Linked DNA regions of Mus musculus: regions 2 and 3 are each linked to region 1. A link is a contact called in public HiChIP or PLAC-seq data. All regions are on one chromosome and are shown on one strand. The core of a region is the stretch at or near the end of the contact, and the rest is flanking DNA. Distances in the headings are between cores, read along the strand shown.

Region 1 (4,226 bases), core at 465-2,964:
AAATAATCAGAAAGAATAAATCTTATGTAATTTAATTGATCATTGGTTTAAAAAAAACTGACCCCTAACAGCTGACTGAAAGATTGTAGACTGTGGAGGTAGTGATGGCGCAAGTCTGCAAGCCCAGTACTAAGCAGGCAGTGAGAAAAGCAAGAGGATAAATGTTTGAGTCCTGTAGACTACCCCCCAAAACAAACAAACAACCCTAAAACCAAAATTAAAATAAGTGAACAAAAAAGCATTATTGTTAGTGTTCTTGATTTCATCTACTACAGGAAAACAATACAGTGCTCTAGAGGATCCTGTATATAGCTGGAAGGGGGCACTAAAAGAAGCACGGTCCAATAGTGCATGTGGATGATGACTGGGGCTAAGACAGTTCTGTTAGCAATTTTTCGGAGACCGTCTCACTACATAGTCCTGACTAGTCTAGAGTTAACTATGCAGACTAGGCTTGCTTCAAACTTGCTTCTCCTGCTCTTGCCTAGTGGCATGCGACAGCACACCAGTGCTGGGCCACGAGTTTTATAGCAGAGCACCAAAAAGACGACATTCAAATTTCCCTTTGCTGTTTGAGCTAGCTCTTCCACTGCGTTATTATTTTGTCACTGAACACTCACGTGTAAGTCGTTCCCTAAATCCTCACGCATTTAACACTAAGAAGTGGCTACAATGGAGGAGGGGCGGAGTGCTTGTATTATTATGTCTGCCAGTAGCGGAATTGGAAACCGTCAAAAATTCGAATTCTACAACTAAGGTTTCCCTATTTTTTTGGGATGACTTAAGCTGAGATGTCGAAGATCAAGGATGTTGAGCTCAAAGCAACCACTTTACCCCATCTACTGAATTTAACTTAAGGGTGGTTTGATTCCTCGACAGACAGGATAGGAAAAGCCGACACCGTGCCAGTCTAAGGGAACGTGGTAACGTTTTCGCGCCCTCAGAACACAATGTTTCCCAAGACCAAACCAGAACGCTACCATTTCCAACCAAAAAGCTTTTCAAATCTAGGAAAAAGACCACGATGGGGCTCAGAACGCCATAGGTTCTCTGATGTACACCAGTCGACGCGCGGAAAGTGAACCGAATCCAATCTACTGGCTCCACAGTGAAGCGACAAGCCACGTGTCCCCATGCCCAAAGCTAAGCGCCCGTACACCTCCAGACATTCCAGGAGGCCATTACCCCCCGACATTAGATCCTCCATCCCCAACCCCCAAACGTAGCGGCCTCAGCTCCCATCTCCATCTTGGCTCCACCTAACCGCGCGCAGCGAGGATGAACGCGACCCTCTCGGGAGGTAAAATAACGGAACAACCCGCGAGGCAAGCTAACCTCTGCTGCCCCTTTCTGCCCATCCTCTGCTGCCAGGAAATCCCACGGCCGCTCCATCCCCCGAGTTGCCATGGCCTGGGCAGGTCAGGTACACTCAAGGTACCAATTGCGTCCTTACCAGGTCTCCTGGTTGCTGAATTTCTTAGTCACCACCTTGCCTAGCTCAAGGCCCAGGCGGTCAGCGATTTTCTGGGATAAGTCCTGGTGGGAGCTCCCGCTGAAGATTTTGATATTCGGCATCTTGGGTAACTACCTCAACGTGCTCAGTGGTCGCCGCCGCCGCCGCTGCCAACACGGGAACGGAAGTCAGCAGGCAGTCTGAACACCAACAGTACCGCGTTGCTACTCCGCCATCTTACATTCCCGCCCAGCGCGCGGCATTAAATTGCCCAGGGGGCGGGATTACAAAGGAAGTTCTCCACCCAGCCTTTTCTGATTGGTTGGACGGGTGTGAGGGGCGGAGTCTTCCGGTAATGTTGCCGCCCAACCACTCTCTGGTAATTTGTTCAGAGGCGTGAAACGGGTTAAATTAAAGCACTTTTTACATCACAAAGATAGCCACAACGCAGGCGCATCGCAGGCAAAGGGCTTGTTTACCAACTCTAAATACCAAGTGTACTTTCTACCTGGAAGGCAAGCCCTAGGGGAAAGTGACTGAAGGTGAGTCACCCTGGGACAATGCGAGAGAAAGTTAATGTTTTGTCCTTATCACTGGATTCTAGTTTGCTCAATTAGAGAAGGAGTGTGGCTTTCCCCAAATATCTGGGTGATAAAATTATGATTAGCTAAAGATTGGAAGAAGAAAAAGTAAAGTATTATCCATGAAGAACCCTGAAAGAATCAGCATAGTGTTTAAGTCTGCCACAATTACAAGGTAATCTGGCTAACCTAGCCTTTTACACACGCTAACTGGACCAGTGCAAACTTGTGCAAACTAGTGCAGACTCTGTTTTAACAGTATTCCAGACAGCCATGAATTAGATGTAAAGGAAGAGTCACACAATTTTAGAATAAAAAAAAAATCAGTACCAAGGTGGCATACACCTTTAATCCTAGTATTCTGGAGGAGGCAGGCAGGCAGATCTATGTCAGTTCTAAGCCAGACTGATGTACAAAGGGAGTTCAGGGCCACCAGAGATATATAGTGAGATCTTGTCTCAAAGCAGCAACAATCAACAAAACCAAAATCATGACTACCAGGTATGGTGGTACATGCTTATCATCTTAACACTAAGGAGACTTAGTCAGGGGGGATCATGAGTCCCAAGCTAGCCTCGTACACACAATGTGACTCTGAGCCAGGCGTGGTGGCTCACACCTTTAATTTCAGCACTCTGGAGGCAAAGTGAGATCCAGGACAGCCAAGGAGATACAGAGAAATCCTGTCTCTAGGATTAAAGGCATGCAGCATCACTGCCCAGCCAGGCTTTGACAGCTGGGCACATTGGAATTATCAGCACTTATGAATTGGGCTTATCTCTATGAGTTCGAAGCCAGTCTTGTCTAGTGAGTTCCAGAACAGCTAGAGCTACATAGAGAGCCCCCTGCTCTCTCTGTATTGTTGCTCTTAAAATTGTCCGGCAAGGAGCTAACCCAAACCACTTTGGGGACTGAAGAGATGGCTCAGCGGTTCAGAACAAGTATTGCTTTTGCAGATGACCCACATTTGGTTCTCAGCACCCACATCCAAGTGGCTCATAACTGCCTGTGATGTCTCTGCCCTCCAAGGGCATCTGTATTAATATGAAACATTGTGAAAAATAATTTTAAAAAATGAATCTTAGAAAAAGTGGGGCTGGAGAGATGACTTAGTGGTTAAGGGCACTAGCTGCTTTTTCAGAGGACCTGGTACTCCCATGACAGCTCACAACTGTGTGCATGCCAGTTCCAGAGGATCCCACAGTCTGACACAGACATATGTCAGGGCAAAACACCAATGCACATAAAATTAGAAAACAGTAATTTTTTTTTTAAAAAAAGAAGGTTTGTGAAGTATACTCTTATGGTGGGTTCTGTAGGTTTAACATAATTCAGAATAAGTGCTCTGATTGCCTATATATCAGGCCCTCTGGAGCATGGTGATATAAAGAGTGAACAATGCGCAATCCTCTACCCTTAGAAGGCACAAAATACAAAAGAAGCTTAATAGCTTGGTATGGTGGTGTGGCCCCATAATCCCAGCACTTGGAGGTAAAGAAACAAAATCAAGTTGAGGATCTAGAAAGGATCTTGCAGGGAATGGGTCCCATGAGACCCAGGCTGGTATCCTGAAGAGAAATTACACAATAAGGTAAAACCAAAACCAAAGAAGAGGCTTGGCAAAGGGCAGGCATGGTGGATGAATGCATAGAGGGGGAGTGGGGAAGGGAGGGTGTGTTGAGAGATCAGGCGAGATGAGCATCAAGAAGCTACGCTGGTCTTCCTGTTACTAAAAGCAGTGTAGTTTCAAACAAAGCATGGTGGCCCATATCTCTAATCCTGCAGGCAAGAGGATTATGAGGTCTAGGCCAGCCTCAGCTATATATAGTAGTGAGAACCTGTATCAGAAGGGAGAAAAGGAGGAAAGCTGCAAAAGAGGAAAGGAAGAAAAAGAGCAGAGCCAAATAAATTAGGTGTGGTGCATGCATTTAATCCCTGAGGCAGGGGGAATCTCAAGTTCTTGGCTTCCTAGCAAATTTGACACCAGTTTGAGTTACATGAGACCCTGTCTCACAAAAGAAAAGGCACCAGGGCTAGAGAGATAGATCAGTGGTTAAGAGCACTGACTGCTCTTCCGAAGGTCCCGAGTTCAATTCCCAGCAACTACATGGTGGCTCGCAACCATCTGTAATGAGATCTGACTCCCTCTTCTGGTGTGTCTGAAGACAGCTACAGTGTACTCACATACATAA
Region 2 (4,262 bases), core at 238-2,737, 64 kb before region 1:
GACCTTCAAAAGAACTTTATGTAGACAGAGTCTGTGAAATGTTTTATACTTGTCTATTAAATATTCACTGGGCTCCCCTGCCCTCGTTAATATCTTTCGAGAGGAGGACCAAGAACCCATCCAAGATCTGACAGGCACCGAAGAACCTAAGGACACATCACAGGGCTCCTTTCAGCCAACTTCCCAGCTGTCCCTGCTTCTCTCAGTTTGCCCACATGTGCCCTGCCCCCGCCCCAGCAGCCTGGCAGCAGATCACCCGGCCACCACCAGGAGAGCTTTGAAAGAAGCCTTCTCATGACAATTCGCCTCATGGCATTGATGTGTCCACCTGCTTCCAGTAATATGAAACTCCAGCACTCCAAAGTGTGAAACAGACAGACAAGGGGGTCATTTTCTCTGTTAGACAGGACTAACTTGTCACAGTATAAGACTAATGTGGATGGTATAAAATTTCTAAAGACACTACTCAGGGAACAAATTATAACTGTAGGATGTGCAGAATTAGAACTGAGTCCAGGCCCTAGTTCTATATTTGGTAAGTTACGCGTTCATGGGTAAATGACTCAACAGTTCACTCATCTTTACTGTATTGATACGGGTTCTCATCTCTGCCATTCCAGTACTTGGGAGGTAGAGGGATTGTAAGGAGTGCACTGTAGGCCTTCCCTGAACCACATACTTACAGACCAGTCTGCTCTATGAAGTGAGACTCTGTCTCAACAAAATAAGTTCTTGGGGGTGCATCAGCAATACTATGTTACAATAGCTGTTGTGGAGAATATGTGAACTCCTAAAATAAATTTTTTTAATTTGTTTTTTTTTTTTTTGAGACACGGTTTCTCTGTGTAGCTGTGGCTGTCTTGGACTTGCTCTGTAGGCCAGGCTGACCTTGAACTCACAGAGATCTACTTGCCTCTGCCTCCTGAGTGCTGGAATTGAAGGTGTGTACTTCCCTACCTCCTCCTCCAAAAAGGGTTTTAAAGTCCAGCGGTGATGGTGCTCTTCCCAGTACTTCGGAAACAGAGGAAGGTGGATGTCTGTGAGTTCGAGGCCAGCCTGGTCTACATAATGAGTGCCATTCAGGACAGCCAGAGCTACACAGAGAACCCCTGTCTCAAAACAAACAAACAACAAACAGAAAAAAAATTTTTTAAAAGTAAGATGTGGAATAGAGAAGTCTAGGTGTCCAAGGCCCTGAGTTTGATTCTCCACCAGGACAATCCTCGCCCCCAGACAAAAAACAAAAACAAAAACAAACAAACAAAAAACCCTAAAGTTTTTAGCCTGATCTTGGTTGCATAGACTATTAGCATGCCACACCTAAAAGTGACTTCAGAAAGCATCGACTTCACAATTTTTAAATGGAGAACGGTAAGAAAGATTCCTCGCCATCTGCAGTGCACCTCGTTTCTCCTCCCCAGCAAGCAGCTGTTCTGGAAAGGCAGATGGGCAAGGCAGTGCGGCCAGGCCCGGAGAGGTGGAGTCTAGGTTGGGGAGAGGCCAGTTTGGCTGGCATCCTGTAAGTTGGTAGTAATGCCCACTTGAGGGCAAAGCGTCCAAGCCTCGTGAGAGAAATATTCTTAAGATCTAAACCTTGGTGGAAACCCCTTTGGTGACTTTTCCCCCTAATTTCTCTGCAGCCCGGTCTTCCCCTGAATAACACTCCCCCCCCCCCCTTGCATCAGGAGAGGCGCAGTGTTCATCTTCCTTGGGCTGCTAGCGGTGTTTACTCAGTGAGTGGTAATCAGTCACATTTCTACTATTTTTTTTTTAAGACCAGGGGTGGCTGGAGAAGCGAAGAAACTTGTGGTGGGAAGTTATGAGGCGATCCTCCCACCCCCACCCCTATCCTACAAAGACAAGCAAGGGAGGGGCCGGCCAGAAGCCGCAAGGAGGCTGAGCCTCCCATGGCCGGCGGGCTCTCAAAGTGGTGTGTCAAACAGTAGCCAATCCGTTCACAGCTCAGGCTTCCGTGCCCCGCCCCACCTGACCTCACGTGGCCCTGCATGAGGTTTCTGTTTGCTTGCTTTGGGACCCAGGGAGCACTGGGAGTTCTGCCCAGCTCAGCACTTCGTTAGACTCCCCAGGCAGGAAGGAACTGGCCCGCCCTTAAGAACGCAGCTCCTGTCTGAGCAACCGCCAGACTAAACAGGGTTGGGATGTAACTCAGGGCTGGTGCTGGCTGGCTTTACTGCACCCCTACCCTGTGGAAGGACAAAGCACTTTGAAGAACATTGGTATATGTTCTTCAAAGTCTCTTTTCCTTCCCTATCTGGGCATCTCTGCTTCCAGAACTCCACATTTCCCAACGTGCCCTAGTGAATTCATCCTACCACAATCCACTTCGCTTTTTTTCCCCTTAGTTCTCTGCTAGCTTTTCTCTTAATGGGAGACTAGACCAGAAGTGAGATGATCTTGGGCAAGCCACTCCCTATTTCTGGGCCTCATTTTCCTCATCTGCAAAGTGTGTGGGCCGAACCCACAGTCCAGTTTCACTAGCCACCAACGTAGTGTAGGTCACCATCCTAACCTCTTCACATATCTGTCTGCTTCCATTCTTGATTCCTGTCAATCCAGGATCAACCAACACAGCAGCCAAGCTACACTGAACCACTGAACTCCCAATTTAAAACTCTCCCATTCCGCAATTTGAAAAAAACAAAAACAAAAACAAAAACAAAAAACAAAAAACAAATCCCCAGCCTGGTCTACAAAGTCTTATGGAGTCAGGCCTCTAGCTGGCTGCCTACTGTTACCTCCTGCCTCCTACTCCGGTGCGGTCAGGAAAGTAAGGGATGCCTATGTGGCCTTGAAAGCACCTTGGGTCACAGTCGTTCTCAACCCAAATGTAAAAGATGCTTTGGTCTCTTCGTATCTTCTAGAATGATCCAGTGCACACTCAGCCACCACAGTCTCCCTGAAGGTTTTCCACAAAGGCTCTGGTGCTTCTTCAGCTCTGCCTGAATGGTCAGGCCTGTGGTCTCATCTCTAAGTCACTTCCTTAGATCCTTGAGGAAAGCCTTCTTGTAGCTCCGCTCTGGCGCCCCAAGCAAAGCCCGCTTGTTAATATCCACTTTTACCGGACATTGCCCCTCGTTCAGAGCACGAGTTGTAACTGTAATCATTTAGTATCTGCTTCTTGCTAACCCGGAAGCTGCGTCAGGGTGAGTAACACGAGTCAGGTAGGTTCTGTTCCTGGGTTTTGTCAGGGTGCAGGGGTAAGAGCAGGTCTGGCTCTGGAAAGGCTTCATGTAATCCAGGCTGGCCTCAAATCCACTGTCTAGCCAAAATTGGCTGGAAACTTGTGATTCCCCTGCCTCTGCTTTCCATGAGCGGGGAGTGCAGGTAGGGGTCACCCATTTACCTTTGGTGCCTCATGTAGTGCCTAGTATAGAAAACGAATGCAATGATGTACTGAGTAAAGTGGTGAATAATGAACTGGGCCACACTCACAATTCCTGCTTGGTTATAGCAGGTCTTTGTGTCCCCATCTCTCTGGTCCTATAAAGCTGTGGTGTCAGGCAAGTTTAGGAGGACATACTCGGTCCTGCTAGAGACTCTGAAGGTCAAGAGCATCGTTCTGTGGTTTACACTGTTCCCACATCATGCTGGCTTCCCGACCGATTCAATTCACTCAATATCTACTGGCTACCTACAGCGGGCCTGGTTCTGTCCTAGATGCTGCCAGTCCGACGACGACAGCTTTAGTCTTCCCAGAATTCTAAAGCATCTTAAGCACTCATATATAAACAAGCAATTCCTAAATGAGACAGACTGTGAGAAATGCCCTGGAACACAGAGGAAAGAGCAGTTGAGAACTGATTGTCCTATGGAAATTTAATGGGCGAGGAAGGAGGGGCGGAAAGTTGTGTAAGAGGGTAATCTGATTAGTGGCTGGGCAGGGGTGCATTTCCTGACAGAAAGATGAGCAAGAGGGAAAGATGCCTGTGTTGAGGGAGTATTTCAGGACAAATTCTCTGTCCACTAGTAGCCAGCAGGACCTGTGTGCTGGGGTGTCGGAACCACAAGCGCCCTTAATGGACCAGAACAGATCCTGCATTACCCACAGAGCCTCTGAAACATGTAAATGCCATGCCTTCCTGTTCCCCAGATTCCTATTTTAGAGGTTCAATTGCCGGGCTCACCATCTGCATGTGTTAACTATCTCCCTTAGAGACAAATGATCTAAAGAGAACACTTAAGAAGCCCACTTGTGAGGGTTGGCAGGTGGATGGCTGGTCTATGTAGGAACCAGTGAAAGC
Region 3 (3,736 bases), core at 129-2,628, 110 kb after region 1:
TCCAATAGTTATCAATGGGGATATGTATGAAGAAAGAGTGGGTTGAAATCCTAGCCCTGCCCCTCACTAGTTGTTGGACTAGTCTTGACCCACCTCTCTATGCCTTGATTTCTTCATTTGTAAAAATGAATAATATTAGTATTTACCCTACATGATATTTGTGAAGAGTGAATAAAATACTGCATGTAAAGTGCTTAGTGCTATGCCTGGCATATAGCAATCTCCAAGCAAATGACAGCTAGAGTTGTTATTATTGCATATGACTTGTTACTACTGGGAGGTAAGCCTGACCAATGTAGTGGAGGGTCGAAAAACAGAGGGGAGATACTGGTCTTGTTATGTCTGCCCTAACACCGTCTGAATTTTACACAGCCTAGAGAAAATAGTGACAGGAATGTTCCTGCCAGTCTTACTTGCTAATGGATGATATTTCTGTAAATAATGCACCACCAGGTGGGTACAGTGGTCATGTTTCTCAGCCTGGCTGTGTTTGGAGAAAACTGAGGTCTCAGCTGCCCCCTCCCTATAAAGCAACACCGCGTCAGCATCCCCTGTGCACCTCCCCCACCGCCAAAGAGCACAACCTAGCCACTATGCCTGGGGAACTGAGGAGGGAGGCTAGAAGCCCAGACCTTTTCCCACTGGACTCAGTTGCCTGCAGGAGCCCAAAAGCTCTCACCTGGAAGGGATCCTGGAGGATCTGGCTGCTGCTGGCAGGGGGCTTTGGTTCCAACCCCTAGAAGCACTGCCCTCCCTCTCCTCCAGCTTTCTGCTCTCCTCGCCTCTCTACACCGTCTTCACTCCCCGCCCCCCACCCTCAGCAGGAAAACTTCCCGCTCCTGCAGCCACTTTGCCATGGATATCCAAACCTCTGCCCCGCGTGCATCTTGCCTTGCCATTTCCTCGTCCGTGGCTCCGCGAACCGACCCGAGGACCGCTTGGCAACTAGAAGGAATTCTTGGGGGGCTCGAGGTGGGGGATGGAGAGAAATGACACCCCCCGAAGCGCGAACTCTGTAATCCTCTGTCTTCACCCCCCCCCCCCCCCAAGCCCCGTCCTCCCTCTGTCCCGGGAAGGAGCGAGGAAGGGCCACTCACCCAGAAGGGGCATGTGCTAGACTGCCCCCAAGTCACTCTGAGGTGCCAGTGAGGACCCTAGCAATTTCTGCGGACCTCACAACCCCACACACGCCCAGCTATATGATCCTTTCCCAAGCAAGCCCTAGCCTGGCTTCTGGGGCACAGTACTTACTGTCGGGGACCCTCTCCAGGCCCGGTCTGCGTGGCTGCGGAGCCGGGAACCCTCCCTCTGTCTCTCCCGCGCACTGCCCCTGCCAGTGCCCAGCTCAGACACTGGCGGCAGCGGCGTCTGTAGGAAGAGAAAGATCACGCCTGCCTTAGAAACCCAGCCCCTGCTGTGACCAGAATCTTAAAGAACGAGGCGACTGGCTCAGCCCCAGAGCTGAGGCTGAGGTGATGAACTAAGCAGGGAGCTGAGAAACAGCCCCTCTTTTGCACCTGGATTCGGGACCTCGTGAGCAGTCTGGTGTCCCTGGAGGACCCCTCCCTCTGGGAACAGAGGTGTATGGATAATCCAGCTGCCGCTTGGCTGAGCACTTATTAAGATCTGGACACTGTGCTTTGCATGCATTTTCTCATCCCAGCGCCCTTTTCATTGTACACAAAACAAAACCGAGGCTCTGGGGAAGCAAAACAAACACCCCTGGAGATCAAGGGGAGAACTGGTGGGCTCAAGAAAGAAAACCCGCAGGGATCTTAAATTAGGGGGGTACCCGGAACAAACGCTGCTTTGTATTACTGCAAAGTGGTATCTGGAGACCAGTCTGTCTCTCTCTCTCTCTCTCTCTCTCTCTCTCTCTCTCTCTCTCTCTCTCTCTCCCCCCCCCCCCCCCGCCGGCCCCCATTTTTCTAACTGGACTAAAAACAAGTGGCAACTCCGGGCACTCTTCTTTAGCAGAGACAGCTCATTTCTTAATATTTGATAGATCTCTAGTATGTACCCGACTCCATGGTAGATAGAAAAGGGAGGAGGAGGGTGTTTGGATCCAGGTGGTCTTTTCTGAGACAAGCTCAGAGTCTCTGAAGTCTGGGTTGTTATGCTTGGAGTTCCTCAAGAAGGGGAGAGTGCTCAGGTCCTTTAAGAGGAGAGAGCAGCCAGTGTTCTCAAGTAACTCTCACAGCAGAACTTCAGAGTCACTGATGGGAGACCAGAGAAAAGCTTGTAGAGACATCTTGGGGAGGCTCTTCTTGAAGTGGGACTGATTCTGACTCCTCTCTGCTACTGGGTTAAGGGCCCATTGGATCAATTCCTCTGTGAAGGATGAGTGGAAGGCAGCTTTGTTAGGAAATCAAGTCCCATTGGCTTCTCTGTGGCTGTCACACTAGCCTTTCTTTGGCATTGCCATCTGTGAGTTGGGAAAGACCTCAAACTCCTTCTTTCATGGTCAAAATGATCAAATAGCATCACATTCGTATCCTATTTTAATGACTTAAGATCAGTAGAGCTGTGTGTGGTTGGCCTTATCTATAGTCTCAGACATCTGGGAAGGTGAGTATAGAGGATCACTTGTGCCCAGGAACTCAAGAGCAACCTGGGCGACATGGTGTGACCATTTTTTCAAAACAACAAGAAGGAGAACCATTGTAGAACTTGTTTCTTCCTTCCTTGCAGCAAATACTTATTAGCATCTATGTGTGTTGGGTACTGTGTTAGGAGCAGCACGCGTCCATAGTCCTGTAGGTGAGTCTACCTTGTAAGGCAGAAAGATCACAAGACTGGAAGTTAGAAAACATTTAAAGCCCCAGTTCTTTGACTAAACGGCTGTGTGACCCTGAATGAGTCATGTATCCTTTGGTACCTCAGTTTTCTTGTTGGTCAAACAGGGATAATAATGCCTTCCGGTCCTCCTTTCTGGGGGTGTTTGTGATGCTGGAGGGAAGTAATAGATAGGAAGGAGCTTTGACAGGTATAAAGTCATTAGACAAATGTCGGGGATTAGTCTGTCTCTAAGGTGGGAGGGGGCTACAGGGAGGTAAAACTGAAAAGAAATCCTGGCTGACTCTTCCAGATTGATTGTACTTAATTTCATCTTTCCAGAACTAGTGAGCCGGCATCTAAGCAGCCCCTGCTCTGTGAAATAGTGTTTTCCCTCAGTGGTGCCTATGACACACTGGTTAGTGATGGCTTGGCATTAAACCGAGGAGATTGTTTTAAGGACTTGAATGGAACCAGCAGAACTGTCTGGGCTTTGGGTCTCTAAAGCAGCCTGCTCCTCTCATGAGATTATGAGACCCCAGCATTGCAGGTGTCTGGGTCAAAACCTCTTCAGATCACCAAGATACCTCCATTTAGAAAACACGAAGCTCATGTTAGACAGCAAAGTGTGGTCAAGAGGGGAAAGACTTACTTTTGCTGATAGCCGGGGTTCTGGGTTCTGCCCAAGCAGCAGAGATCTGTAGAGGAACTAGTAGAAACGTTGGGAGAGTCTTTTGCTTGTTTAGCTCATCCCACGGGCCACCTTGACTATCTTTACAATCTACATTACAACACAGTTGTCTCTTGGTATCTACAGAGTAGGTTTCAGGATCCCAAACAGATACCGAAATAATTAAGGGTGCTCCCTCCTTCATTTAAAACAGCACAGTATGTGCAGATAATCTATGTATATCCTCTTGTATACTTTAAATTATCTCTAGATTATTTAAAAATCTAATAC

What was found. HiChIP or PLAC-seq counts read pairs in DNA pulled down with a chosen protein or histone mark.
Region 2: an H3K4me3 HiChIP or PLAC-seq map of the SCID.adh cell line shows a contact between it and region 1, with 14 read pairs. The contact joins the enhancer-like site here to the promoter of Prps1 in region 1. A contact is called at or near these places in 4 of 484 Hi-C or Micro-C datasets (CD4 T cells, CD8 T cells, muscle stem cells and 1 more), 6 of 115 datasets of contacts at active chromatin or transcription factors (the 230-238 cell line, the SCID.adh cell line, effector CD8 T cells and 3 more) and 3 of 9 other capture datasets (adipose tissue, liver and pancreatic islet).
Region 3: a contact with region 1 is called in an H3K4me3 HiChIP or PLAC-seq map of embryonic stem cells, with 11 read pairs. The contact joins the promoter of Frmpd3 here to the promoter of Prps1 in region 1. A contact is called at or near these places in 1 of 115 datasets of contacts at active chromatin or transcription factors (embryonic stem cells) and 1 of 9 other capture datasets (liver).

What each region holds. Positions count from the first base shown.
Region 1 is chrX:140,454,091-140,458,316 of GRCm38.p6, reverse strand. Prps1 (phosphoribosyl pyrophosphate synthetase 1) reads right to left here and starts at 1,714. Exons shown (of 7, transcript NM_021463.4): 1 at 1,454-1,714. The coding sequence starts at 1,575.
Region 2 is chrX:140,518,121-140,522,382 of GRCm38.p6, reverse strand. It overlaps Gm39538 (a long non-coding RNA gene), which reads left to right. Exons shown (of 3, transcript XR_003953088.1): 3 at 1-818. Among named protein-coding and RNA genes, the nearest start is that of Gm39538, 14 kb to the left of the region's middle. Within about 2 kb of position 1,487, at least 317 of the 459 cell types and tissues checked have an H3K27ac peak or open chromatin away from gene starts, as enhancers often do. A contact at or near this core is called in the 230-238 cell line, CD8 T cells, the SCID.adh cell line and 8 more, where this site is marked.
Region 3 is chrX:140,339,905-140,343,640 of GRCm38.p6, reverse strand. Frmpd3 (FERM and PDZ domain containing 3) reads right to left here and starts at 1,378. Exons shown (of 15, transcript NM_001320946.1): 1 at 1,252-1,378. All of the region lies in intron 3 of Gm32113 (predicted gene, 32113), which reads left to right.